2 separate regions of the Mus musculus genome follow, and region 1 is linked to region 2. A link is a contact called in public promoter capture Hi-C data. All regions are on one chromosome and are shown on one strand. Each heading gives the region's core, a stretch centred on a gene start, on an enhancer-like site or on the middle of the called end of the contact. The rest is flanking DNA. Distances are from core to core; before and after follow the strand shown. Region 1 holds the start of Ifi27 (interferon, alpha-inducible protein 27). Region 2 overlaps Cpsf2 (cleavage and polyadenylation specific factor 2).

Region 1 (6,414 bases), core at 2,212-4,711, 1.4 Mb before region 2:
AATGGTCTCTATCCCCCCCCCCCACCACCACCACCAAGCTCACAAGAAGGAATGAGCCCTGTGTGCCTATCCCTGAGAGAGACCCCAGGGCATAGCTCTGCCCTGAGCAGGTCCTGACAGCTTGCCTCTGGAGAACTCAAAACCCTTCAGGTAGATTTTGCTTTGTCCTTCCTTTCTCTGCCTTCTTGCTGCTTTGCCTGCTGCGGGGAAGGAAAATCTGAAGTCACTTTTCTTCTCCCTGCCCACCAAAGCAGGTTCCTCTACAGCAAAACAAAAAAACAGACAAAAGCAGAGGCTTGCCATACACGTTGGTAGTTGAGTGACTGCCCTGGCTTCTATGAAAAAAAGGAAAAAGACCAGTAGTCAAGTAGGTATACATAGAACACGTGTGTAGCCTCCCAGCACAGAGTACTGGCTCTAGAATTTAGGGCTGAGGGCCACTGACATAGGGATAAGCAATCATTGTGACAGGGTGCAGGGCACCAGGCAGGTAGTTGTGATGCTTTTGCAACTCAAAGACTACCCCCAGTGACACTTCTTCTCCAACAAGGCCACACCTTGTGACAAGCTTAAGGTCAATCATGGTGGGCTACATCCATAGTGCTCTCTGAGCTGGCCTGGGCTATAGAGTGAGCCTCCATTCCAAGAGGAGAGAGAGAGGGAGAGGGGGAGGGGAAGTAGAGAGGGGGAGGGGGAGTGGGAGAGAGAGATGTTACCCTCCTCTGAGGTCATTAGAAAAACTCAATGAACTAACCAATGTAATAGGCTAGCAATTAAGATGTGAATGCATGCAATAAAGTTCTATTCACTAACATTCTACTGATCTTAAGTTACCTCCTCTGATAAATTTCCTATCCCTCTGAATCCCTGATAAGCACAAAGGAATGAGAGAGGTGGCTTGTCATTGTTCTCCATGTAGACCTGGGTCCCAAGCAGGAGTGTGGGATGGACATGCAGGGCCAGTTACCTCCAATGGGGGAAGCAGCCAAGGTGGAGGCAGAGAACCCAGATAAAATGGTGCCAACCTTCAGTGCTCCAAGTGCAGATGTTGCAGAGCCCAGGGCACTCTGTGTTAACAGGATGAGCCCTGGAGGGTAAAATCACAGATCAGAGAGGGGTCAGAAATGTATCCCTCATGAAGGGACTCAAACCATCATGAAAAGACTGCTGTGGGGGGCTGAGAGTGTCTGCCCTGGGTGACAGAAAGAAAAAGAAGCTACACAAAGATTCTGTATAGATTTAGAAGGGCTGATTTTTTTTATCTTCTTCTAGGGTGGGTTTTTTTGTTTGTTTGGTTGGTTTGGTTAGTTCTTGGGTTTGTTTGTTTGTTCGTTTGCTTTTTTTTTTTTTTTTTTTTTTTTTTTGGTTTTTTTCTGAGACAGGGTTTCTCTGTGTAGCCCTGGCTGTCCTGGAACTCACTTTGTAGACCAGGCTGGCCTCGAACTCAGAAATCTGCCTGCCTCTGCCTCCCGAGTGCTGGGATTAAAGGTGTGCACCACCACTGCCCGGCTTAGGGTGGGTTTTTAAGAGCCTCATTTCTAAGTGTGAGAAAAGTAACGGGGTGCCCTAATGCTATCCATTGAGAATGTTATCCATTGCCCTCTTCAGTCAGGCAAATGATAAAGAAAATCTCCACAGCAGGCTGGAAATTGGGGGCTGAGAAAGAAGATTCGTGCAAGGGAATTAAATAAATAAAATCAGAGAGGCCTTCACAAGCTGGAGGAAGGAGCTAACTTTATTTAAGTCCATACCACGGCTTGTACAGCCAGCAGGACTGACAGTTCCACAAAAGATGAACCTTGTTGGTGAGTCAGTGAGAAGAGATGGGAGGACCCAGCTCCAGACCCCAGGGACCAAAGTTCCAGAGGACGACCCTGTGAAGCAGGTAGGTCTGAGTTTCTAGGGACTCAGACCCAGCCTCATTACACTAGTCTTGGCTCCCTCAGGTATTTTTCAGAGTCAAGACTATGTGGGATGTGAGACAGTGGGCAGCTCTGAGGTCAGGATGCTACATGCTCCATAGCTGTCCCCAGCCCCACCCCCCAGCCCACTCTCCATTCTTCCATGGGCACTCACCCTTCGAACCAGCTAGAATGGTGCCAGAGACTGCCCCTCCAGCTTTGACCATGGCTGCTGAAGATGTCATCTTGGAGACAATGGAAGCCACCAGTGTCCCTGTGCCCGAAAACGCCATGAGGACCAGTTAAGTTTCCAAACAGGAACCGAATCTATGGAGTGAATTGGAGTTTTGATGAGATTGGAGACCAAGAGCTGGATTCCACCAACGAACCTGCAAACACTGAATGGCTCCCGGCTGGAGAGAGAGGCTGCTCAGAATTGGTGGCCACACTGGGCTTGGCCCCAGCCCTAGGGTCTGAGATCCTGCTTCTTGTAGGGATTAAGGAGCCATTTTAGACAGTGCAAGTGATTCACTCCAGGCCAGAAGGCTCCATAGCAAAGACCTTAGGCACCAAACCAGCCTGGTCCAGCTGCTTACAAGTGGCAGGCTGACTACATTACTCTTAACCCTTATAGCTCACTTCACCAACCTCTAGCCTTCAGAGACTAATAGGGCCTGGGGTCCCTTCCTTCTTGGAACACACCCACTATTTGGTTTCAGACCCAAGGACAAGAGACTGAGGTGCATATTTGACATGTCAAAGCAGACCTGACCTCCAGGTTCCAGACCTGGCCTCCAGGTTCTCCCAGCATCCCTCAGTCCCTCCCTGGCATACCCTGGCCCAACCCTTGAACTGTCCAGCCCAAAGGCTGGGCTGCCATAAGCCCAGGCCTCTTCCCTAAATGGTCCAGACATGCTGGTGTCTAACTGTCTCTTCCTGGACTTCTGTTCTCTCTTGGTGCATGCACATGTCTCTGTCTCATCCTCCTATCACCATAATGAGGTCCCTGAACTTGGTCCTTGTGGCCAGTGATCTTGCCTGAGAGCAGCTTCCTGATAAATCTGCCTATATAGAATTAATCTGACTTGAATTATCTCATTGCGCCAGCTTAGGAAAAATAACCCATTACCTTTATAGATAGGTGCCTTTTCAAGAACTAGACGGCTTCTGAGAGAGCCTGTACATTGGCTTCCCTTCAGCCTCTGAGGACTTTTGCCTCCTAGGCCTAGGGGCATCTGAGTAGGGTCTCTGTTCTGGACCTACCCACTGAAGATTTCCTGAAGACCCCAACTGACATCCCCACCCCCACTACTACCAACAGCTGGATCTTGGATTCGTTTCTGGAAAACCCAGTTCATTTCAGAGTGGAAAACTCTACTGTGGTCAAAGAAGACATACCCAATGATGTAAATAAACTAGAGGATGAGATAGGTTTCAATTTCCTCTCCTCCCTCCAGGCCCGTCAAGTCCACTGTGCAGGAAGACACACCCAGTGACTGAAGACAGCTGCTGAAATAAGTTTCGATTTCCCCAGCTCTCTCCAGGCCCGACAAATCCACTCTAGTTGAAGATACACCCCGTGACTGAAGACAGCCAATAAGATAGGTTTCTATTTCCCCAGCTCTCTCCAGGCCCGACAAATCCACTCAGATTGAAGAAACACTCAGTGATGGAAGGCAGCCAATGAGAAAAATTTCCATTCCCACTGCTGTTTTGGCTGGGAAGAAAAATTCACTATTCTTTTACTGAGGGTTCTGAGTGTTAATCGGTTTACAAAGTATTGTAAAATATAACACGTTTGCCAGTGGGTTTTTTTCCTTCCAGTGACAGTGCTGTGGGAGAAACTTGAAGTAATAAAATTGAGGTTGTAAACATTTATTAATAATGTCACTTAGAAAATATTAAGTTGCACGAAGTCGAATTTAATATTAAATTACACAAACTGGAATGTCTCCAATATGAAAGGAATGAAAGTGAAATATCACTGGGTTTCTTATACACTGTAGAAAATAAAATTTTGTACCATGATTGAAGTTTAGGGTGGCTGAGAAGGTTTTTGCTGTTGTTCACCAAGAATGAACCCAAATCTGGCTCCGTTCCTGTAACAACGGGCAACAACCTTGACTCATAATCAGACCTTTGTTCCCTCCCCATATCAAAGAACAGGCTCTAAAGGGCAACTCAAGAGAGCACCTCAAGGTCACAGCCACCTTTAAGTCCTAGTCTGCCATCAAACCCCCTAACCTCTTATTAAGAAAGGCTGAATTCTGCATGCAGGCAAGATAGACCTGGGTTGCAAACATTCAAAAGGAACAACACTGGTGAAATTAAAAATAATTCCGGCAATACCTTTGCTGTATAAATCTCCCATCTGTCCAAGCTGCCTGACTTTCAGTCTCCTGTCTCTGGTTAAATATTCAAAGTGTACCCTGGGGCTGGGACTGAAAGAGACCGAAGGGTGACAGTTCCTGCCGAATGCTAAGCCTATGGTGTAAATAAGTTAGTAAAATCTTGTGTCCAGTTATCTTTGTACATTAGCCAGAGCCTATTATTGTCACTGTTACCACAACTACTAGTTGTAGGCCTAGTAGGAAGCCTTTTCCTTAAAAAAAATGTATATTTATTTTTACTCTTTTATGTGCATGAGTATCGTGTCTGGGTGTATATATCTGTGCACCACACTGTGCTTGGTGTTGGAAGAGGCGGTGAGAGCCATGGGCATCCTGTGCAACAAGAAGTGCTTTTGACTACTGAGCCAACTCTCCATCCCACCTTCTCTTTTCTAATCCTCAAGTGTGTGGATGTTTTTCTCACTGGGAAGGCATATAATTGCTATAACTACAGAATATTCAAAAAGTACAATAAAGGCAAAGAGCTTTGTCCGTCTCACTTCCACCCAATCAGAGGCAAGCATACATTCAATCAGGGGCAAGCGTACATCCACTCATGGGAAGCACACATCCAGACTTCTTTTCTGTCTATGTACTTCCTGCCTAACTTCAATCAAGCACGGCCTGTGCAGTTAGGGCAACCAGTATTGTTTACTGAAGTGAAAACACCAGTGGCTTGTTGTCTTCCATACATATCAACCCCAGACCTTCCAGGAAGTTGTCTGACCTTGGGCAAGTGGGGCTTATAAGATGACAGGATTATTTGATATCACATATAATATATAGTATATATCTCTAAAGCACAGTTCTTTAAACTTAAAACAGAACTTTAGCCCTTAGGAGGGTTATGTCAACAATAAATGTTGTAAAATTTGATAGAATAAGTGAATTTTAGCTAAGGCTAGCCTTACACTAAGCGTGCCTCTAAGGATGACCTTGAATCTTCTGCTTGGGAGAGTGCTGGATTATATGCATATATCACCATGCCTGGTTTCTTCCATAATGAGGACAAAATCCAAGGCTCTGTGTACACTAGGCAAGCATTCTACCATTGAGATGCATCCCCAACCTAGAAGAGTTTTTCTGTAGTATTATTTTGCTAATCATTAGATTATTTGGATTTGTGTCTTTCTCTCTCTCTCTCTCTCTCTCTCTCTCTCTCTCTCTCTCTCTCTCTCTCTTTCTCTCTTTATTTTTGGTTTGGTTTTGTCTTTTGTTTCTCTTCTGTACTGGGACTCACTGTGTAGACCAGACTGGTCTCTGAATCATAGAGATCCACCTGCCTCTGCCTCCTGAATGCTGAGATTAAAAGTGTGCATCACCATGCCTGGCCTGATGTATTTGATTGGACAGTTAGAAGGAGCAGTGGGCATGGTCATGTATCCCAGATATTCCAGTGCTTGTCAATGTGTAGCCTGAAGTTGTAGAGGTCAAGGGCAACCTGGCTTTAATCGCAGGGCCATATATCAGACAGCCAAAGGTTAGTGATGTGTCTTAGTGGTAGATTGCTTACCTTGCATGGACAGAGTTTGTATTAGTCAGGGTTCTCTAGAATCACAGAACTTATGGGTAGTCTCTATATAGTAAGGGAATTTGTTGGTGACTTACAGTCTGGAGTCCAACTCCCAACAGTGGTCAGCAGGGTCTGTGAATGGAAGTCCAAGGATCTAGCAGTTGCTCAGTCCCACAAGGCAAGCAGGTGAAGGAGAGAGAGAGAGAGAGTAAATCTTCCTTCTTCCACTGTCCTTATGTAGGTCTCCAGCAGAAGGTATGGTCCAGATTAAAAGTGTGTGCCACCATGCCTGGATCACGCTTTGTCCCAGATGACCTTGAACTCAGAGATGTCCATGTCTTAATCTTCTGGAATTCATAGCCACTATGCCTCAAGATCTCCATGCCAAGATCCAGGTCAGAAACTTGTATCTCCCAGCCTCCAGATTAGGATCACAGGTGAGCCTTCCAATTCTGGATTGTAGTTCACTCCAGATAGAGTCAAGTTGACAGCCAGGAATAGCCACTACAGGGTTCATCCTCAGCACTGGGAAGAAAGAGAGGAATTTTGTAAGGAGAGCACCAGAGTTTCATACGCCTCTCACTACAAAAGCCAATGAGTAGGGACAGGA
Region 2 (6,851 bases), core at 3,149-5,648:
GATCTTTTTAATGGAGTCTCCATCGGAGCGTCCTTCATAGTCTATGTAAGTAACTCTGGCTCTGTAATTAGACATCATTATTCAAGCTCACTAGATTCATAAGTTAATTCAAAAACTAGGCTTTTACCATTAGGGGAGAAATGCAAACAACTTATATAAGGGGAATTGTGAAACATGTGTTTCAGTATGTATCCCAACCAAGCTCTGTCTAAGAATGTATATAAAAGATGTCACTGGGCAAATAAACCACGTGTTAGCTGATGATTCAAATTCCAAAATAATGACTTCTTGGCAGTATTAACTGTATTAAGCAAAAAAGGGAAGTTTCTTAACTACATCTGGTCCTGTTCAGTTCTCTGCCTCCGGGGATTGGAAGGTCTAAGTCACGGAGGACCCCTCATGAGATAAGCACTAGCTCAGAAGAACTAGCTTCTCAGATGCACCGTTCTCGCACCTGCTACTGGACTCACTAAAAACACTGGGAAAATGTCTCTTCATGTAAGTCTACGTTTAATGTTCAGCTCCCTCCCCATCCCACCACTAGCCCAATCACTTTGCTATCCAAGTATCATCAATGAAAACACCGCTATCCTTCACAGGTCTTCTCACCGAAAGGGGATTTTAAAAGCATGAGCTTACGAGAGGCTCTGCTGAAATTTCACTTTTGAAACAATCTATGTTACATAACCCAAGTGCTTGAAACCATCTTATAATCTAAGTTTCCAACCCCACCAAGGCACTCACTTTATCTCAATAGACTCTGTTGCAGAAACACACTTGGTGGGAACATCAGACAGGTCCTGGTCCATGGGTTCCTCTCCATTTGTCAAGCCAGATTCTAATTTGCTTTTTTCTTCTTCAGTAGCCTGAAGTTCTGGCACTAAGAAATCTTCTGGTCTAAACAGTGAGTCTCTAATTAGACATGTGGAAGGCATGCTAACATTATGTAACATATGTAATTGACTAACAGAATTTTAAGACTCATGTATTTTAAGACTTAAATATTCATTTAACTCAAAGCTAAGGAATACATAATATTAATCATCAGATGACTACATGTACAGTGTTTTTCATAACCACTGAAGAGTGCTATTTATTTAGTTAGCTAGCAGTACCTTGTACAACCGAGGCAAGCATGCTATTCCTGAGCTACATCTCCAGTCCAAGCAAATTCTTTAAGGATGCTGTAGACCAGTGAGAAGATCAGAATGGCTGTAATGAGCACTCCTGTAGTCTGGCCCTGCATCTTTCTATAATTTACTTATGAGTGAGTGTACATATGTGTGTGTGTAGTTCTCCCTGTGAGCATTACTGAAGTGTGGGACAGCTGGTTTTACACTTCTCCAGCCCTGTGGTCATCATTTTAACTTTCTAATTCATTCTTACGTCTAGGAACCCAGGCCTTATTCTCCAGCACCCAGGTTGCTACAGCTCCTTTTCCCCCACAGCCAACATCTCCAGTTGTAAAAACCACAGAATAACAATAGCAGTAACAACCACTTAAAGCACATTTAAAATGATGCAGGCTGGACACCTTATAAACAAACCTTCAATGTGACAGAGGGTAACCCAGTGGTGGACTAATTGCTGAGTGTGTATTAGCCACGGGTTTGAACCCTAAGCCTCCCTCCATTTCCTCCAACTACTCCCTAAAAAAATCAAAGCAACAAAGCTTCCTACAAATAAATACAACCACAAACAGAAGTTCTTTTTCTCTTTCTCCACAGCATGTCCCTTACCTCTTAACTGGGGGAAAGGATGTCTAAAGTGTCTTTGTTAAAACCTTCCTGTAACTAAGGAACGAAACTACACTTTCCCTTTACTACGAATGCTCAGAGTGGCCCTCAGCATTTCTACTTTTGAGCTTCAAATCAGAAGCCTTCTGTTCTTTTCACGCCAAGGCACTTTGGCAGCCAAGCTCACGGTGACCACAGAGATCAAAGTCATGGAGCCCAGACAGTTTGTGTTGCTCACGTACTTGATGATCTCGCCATACTCGTCCCATTTAATTCTTTCCTCTGGGGCAGGAAACATGGGGTAGGACTTCTTGGCCTGTTTGAAGAAGCTCCCTTTGCGGCTGCCTTCCCCCTTCATCATCAGGTCGTGCTTTGTCTTGTGAGCCGATGGCTGGTCCACGTCTTCCTCCACGTCACTCTCGTCACTGGAGTCGATGTCTGCCCTGTGAGGGTTTGGCAACAGGTCATCATGTCCCTGAGACACTTTGACTTCATATTTGTAAAACTATGAATAAGTTACTCTCCAACATTGACCCCAACCATATTAACAGTTGATCAATATTTTGTAAAAACACATTAATTTGCCTAATAAGTTGGTATTATTAGCACTGAAAAGATTTTATTGTTGCAATTTAAAAAGTTTAATAAAAGTCATAGAGCCCTAAGGAAATTTAAGTTATTTCCGTTGAGTGCTAAGTCCTACAAGCGCATTCTTTTTACAGTCTATGCAGACTTAACCTGAGTAGCTCAGAAGTTGCTCTTGAGAAAAGCGACTCACTCTTTCGACTGCTCCAGTTTCTTAGCAGCTTCTTTCTTGAGTTTTTCTTTTTCCACATATTCCTCAAGTTCTTTCCCTTCAAGCTTCACACGTTTCCTCAGCTAAGGAAATATAGACAAAAGCAAAGGCAGTGTCAGGAAAGCTGGGCAGCGGGCATGAGATGCGTCATCAAGTGAATTCTTCTCTGAAATTAGTCAGGTTTCCATGACACAACATTATAGCTCACTTAGACTACAGGTACTAAGAGTGAGCTGTGGGAGCTGACGGATTTATGTCAAACTTGTTACGTTACGCCAGTCAACTGGGGAAAGGAGGAGAGGGAAGGAGAAAAGTCACAGAAAGCCCCAAAGTCATAAGGAAAAAAATGGATAGAGAATACATGGAAAACACATAGAGAAAATAAAAGTCTTAAAATCTCACAGAACTGAAAGAAAAGATGAAAATACGGCTGTACTATGGCCGTCAGAAGCCATGCATTCCTAAGAACTCTCCATATCAAGAAAAAGATGCCACATCAAAAAGGACAAACTATGCAGAGGACACTTAAACAGTAAGGAACACGGACGGCTTATAGCCACAGACACATCACTTAATTTATTAGTGGTTGTTGACACAGGTAACACATAGAAGCTATCACAATTTGCTTAATCTGCAAGACTGGAAATGCCAACTGCTACCTGGGCAAAGGGTACTGTACTGGCTAGTTTTGTGTCAACTTGACACAGCTGGAGTTATCACAGAAAAAGGAGCTTCAGTTGAGGAAATGCCTCCATGAGATCCAACTGTAAGGCATTTTCTCAATTAGTGATCAAAGGGGAAAGGCCCCTTGTGGGTGGGACCATCTCTGGGCTGGTAGTCTTGGTTCTATAAGAGAGCAGGCTGAGCAAGCCAGGGGAAGCAAGCCAGTAAGGAACATCCCTCCGTGGCCTCTGCATCAGTTCCTGCTTCCTGACCTGTTTGAGTTCCAGTCCTGACTTCCTTGGTGATAAACAGCAGTATGGAATTGTAAGCTGAATAAACCCTTTCCTCCCCAACTTGCTTCTTGGTCATGATGTTTGTGCAGGAAGAGAAACCCTGACTAAGACAGGTACATTACAGTGTTTCCAGCAGATATTATTAGCAAACTGTCAGAAGATAATTTGCTAACAAAAATTAAACTGTGCTTGTCTTATGACATAGATCTTCCTATTTCTAGAATTCAATCTACTAAAAGAGATGTTTTTAAAAAGTATATAGTAGTAACATTTAAAATAATAAGAACTGGGCAAATTCATCAACATGCAACAACTGAATTAGCAGTTTTTATCATCAGAGTACCTTGAAAACTAGAGAATCCTTGGGGCTGGCGAGATGGCTCAGTGAGGAAAACACTTCACTGCCATGAAGGCCCCGTAACCTAAGCTCCAACCCTAGAACCCACTGTGCAAGGAGAGAACCAACTCCAGAAAGCTGTCCTTGGACTTCCATGAGTGCACCATGTGTATATACACGTGTATATACATAACGATTTAAAAACATAAAGAGACCAAGGGGCTCAGAGGTTGAGGACTGACTGCTCTTCCAGATGATCTGGCTACAATTCTTGGAATACACATAGCAGTACACAACTGTCTGGAGGCATACCCTCTTCAGGCCTCCATGGGCACGAGACATGCACGTGGTGCAGACATATAAGCAGGCAAAGCATCCACATATATAAAAGAATAAGAAAACAGTTAATGCAAACAGAGCCTAGATTTTAATTTGTGTGTGTGTGTGTGTGTGTGTGTGTATATGTTGGGAGATCATGAACTAGAAAGGGGATCATGGGAAAGGCAGAAGAGATATGAAGGGAGAAGTAGAGACAGTAATGGGATAAGCTTGGTAAGAGCAGAAAGAGGAACTATTTTGAGGAAGGAAGGGAGCGAGTGTGGGCAGGGGGGAGAGCAAAGCACAGCAGCTCATGTGTAGATGAAAATGCTATAATGAAACTCACCACTTTGCATGCTAACCTAAAAATTATTAGCAATTTTTCAATGTCAATTCACAAGGAATCAATGCAACATGTACTCCTGGGCACTCTTGGACAAAACTGGAACACGTGACTTAAAAGGACACTGTTGTACCAACCGGCTAGAGTTGGCAGGGTCAGAGTTTATCTCCTTTTTTCTGTGGCTCCTGTTTCCACATCATACACTGTAGTACTATCCAAGGTAAGGCAAGGCTAGAATAACTGCTATTTCTTTCAAAATGTGTGTGTAATGCTCTGCTTGTGTGATAAAGATGTGATACAGCAAATCCAGCTAAAACCCTGACAATTGGGTAGTTGAAACATTCACGCTATTTTTTTGCAACTTTTGGTTAAATTTGAAACTATTTCAAAATAAAAATTAAAAATTAATTCCAAATTAAGTGACAAATGCTCACAAATGTGGCATCTCACATTTGGCTAGTAGCTTACTTGAAACATGATTTAAAATTATAAAATGTTAGCAACTCACATAGATACCTTGCCCACAAATTTTAAATAAGTATTTAATTCCTTGATTTAACTTGTACCTCTTGTTTAAAAAAAAAAAAAAAAAAAAAGTTTGTCTTGGCCTCCTGGTTGGTTCAAACCTGTAATCTCAGAACTCAGGAGTCTTAGGGGGAAGAATTTAGAGTTTCTGGCCAGGATGAACTAACTATGTAACAAGACCCCATCTACATACATACATACATACATACATACATACATACGTCTGTTTTATATTCCAGTTCAGATATCTGAAATAACTGCTGTATTAATAAAGCTTCCAGAAAATCGGCCCTAAGATATATTGCTTCTACACTTGCACTATATCATTCCAAATTATGCTTTTTTCCTAATCTAGCCTAATTCCTTAATCCTAAACTTCCAGTCTGTTAATTGTTTTAACATTACTATTTTAAGATTACTGGGTTTCTTCTTCTAAATGATCAAGGCTTAGGTTTCTCAGACACTGTGTGTTCATGAAAAGTCAGACTCCATAGTAAACGCTGGTGTGTCAGTGACCTGGCCTGGTAGGAACTCAGCCTTTGTCATTGTGATGGTAACCAGCAGATTAGGATATTAGGCACTAGTCTGGCCACTCAGAATATGAAAAAATTTCCTCTTCTTCTGGAACTTTATTCAATTTGGTGGCAAAAGACAACAATAAAGAATACTTGGTAATAAAAACTAACAAAAATAATACAAAGTTGTACCAACTAGATAGTTGTAGCTGAGGCCCTTTAAACAGACTGAGAGGACAAGGAGCCAGCCAGGGTAAATCATGCGATTCTCCTACAGGCAGAACTGCTAAGGATAAGCAGTGCACTGAACAGTGTGTGTGGAATGTGCGTGGGTCAGAAGATTGGTTGCTTGCTGAGCGCAGTGGTATATACCCTTCTATCCCAGTACTTGGGAAGAGGAGGCAGGCAGATCTCTTTGAGTTCAAGGCCAGCCTGGTCTACAAAAACAGCTAGGATATACAGTGAGACCCTATTCAATACAACAAAACAAAACAATAAAAACCAGACCCTGTGTGACCACAGTGAATATGGGTTGCCCCCCTCCCCCAAAGCATAAGGAAATGACAAAGCACCTCTGTAGCAAAGAAACAGCACAGCCACCAGAGTAGAGACCAGAAGCAGCCTCCAGGTAAGAGAAAACATCTGACAACAGGCTGATACTCAGAACACACAAGGAACTCTCAAAACAGTAAGAAATCCACATGAGATGGTCTAGAAATGTGCAACAGGGGCTGGTGAGATGGCTCAGTGGGTAAGAGCACCCGACTGCTCTTCCGAAGGTCCAGAGTTCAAATCCCAGCAACCACATGGTGGCTCATAACCATCCGTAACAAGATCTGGCGCCCTCTTCTGGAGTGTCTGAAGACAGCTACAGTGTACTTACATATAATAATAAATAAATCTTTAAAAAAAAAAAAAAAAAATGTGCAACAGATTTAAACAGACGTTTCTCAAAAGAAGACAAATGGCCGACAGGTATGTGAGAAACTGTTCCGTGTCCCTAGCAGGGACATGCAGCTCAGACCATAAGAAGGGATTGCCTCACTCAGTAAGAACAATGATAATCAAAATGAAAAAAAAAGGGATAAGTGCTACAGGAAGTCACTGAAGAGCAGGGAGCCGGAGGGTCAGGACGGGGAATGGTGATAGCGACGACCTGGGGGCAGGCCCCATGGGAATGCTGTGTGTGAGAAGTCAGTTACCACAGCTACTGGGCAGTGTACACACTTCTGGAACAAGAGTGTGGTCTCACATGAGTCCATGGAAGCGCTGCTTTTCCTATGAAGAAGCTGGCAAGCTGGGGGCAAGAACAAGAGTACACACTG

Evidence for each region. Promoter capture Hi-C pulls out the DNA fragments that hold promoters and counts their contacts.
Region 1: a promoter capture Hi-C map of neutrophils shows a contact between it and region 2, with 4 times the contacts expected there. The contact joins the promoter of Ifi27 here to the enhancer-like site in region 2. A contact is called at or near these places in 5 of 39 promoter capture datasets (the C10 cell line, embryonic stem cells, liver and 2 more) and 1 of 484 Hi-C or Micro-C datasets (CD8 T cells).

The regions. Positions count from the first base shown.
Region 1 is chr12:103,431,236-103,437,649 of GRCm38.p6, reverse strand. Ifi27 (interferon, alpha-inducible protein 27) reads right to left here and starts at 3,461. Exons shown (of 6, transcript NM_194067.2): 1 at 3,300-3,461; 2 at 2,077-2,228; 3 at 968-1,087. The coding sequence starts at 2,194. It also overlaps a transcript of Ifi27l2a not described here.
Region 2 is chr12:101,992,583-101,999,433 of GRCm38.p6, reverse strand. It overlaps Cpsf2 (cleavage and polyadenylation specific factor 2), which reads right to left. Exons shown (of 15, transcript NM_016856.3): 9 at 2,515-2,615; 10 at 1,979-2,179; 11 at 745-897; 12 at 1-61. Among named protein-coding and RNA genes, the nearest start is that of Cpsf2, 20 kb to the right of the region's middle. Within about 2 kb of position 4,398, at least 56 of the 459 cell types and tissues checked have an H3K27ac peak or open chromatin away from gene starts, as enhancers often do. A contact at or near this core is called in neutrophils, where this site is marked.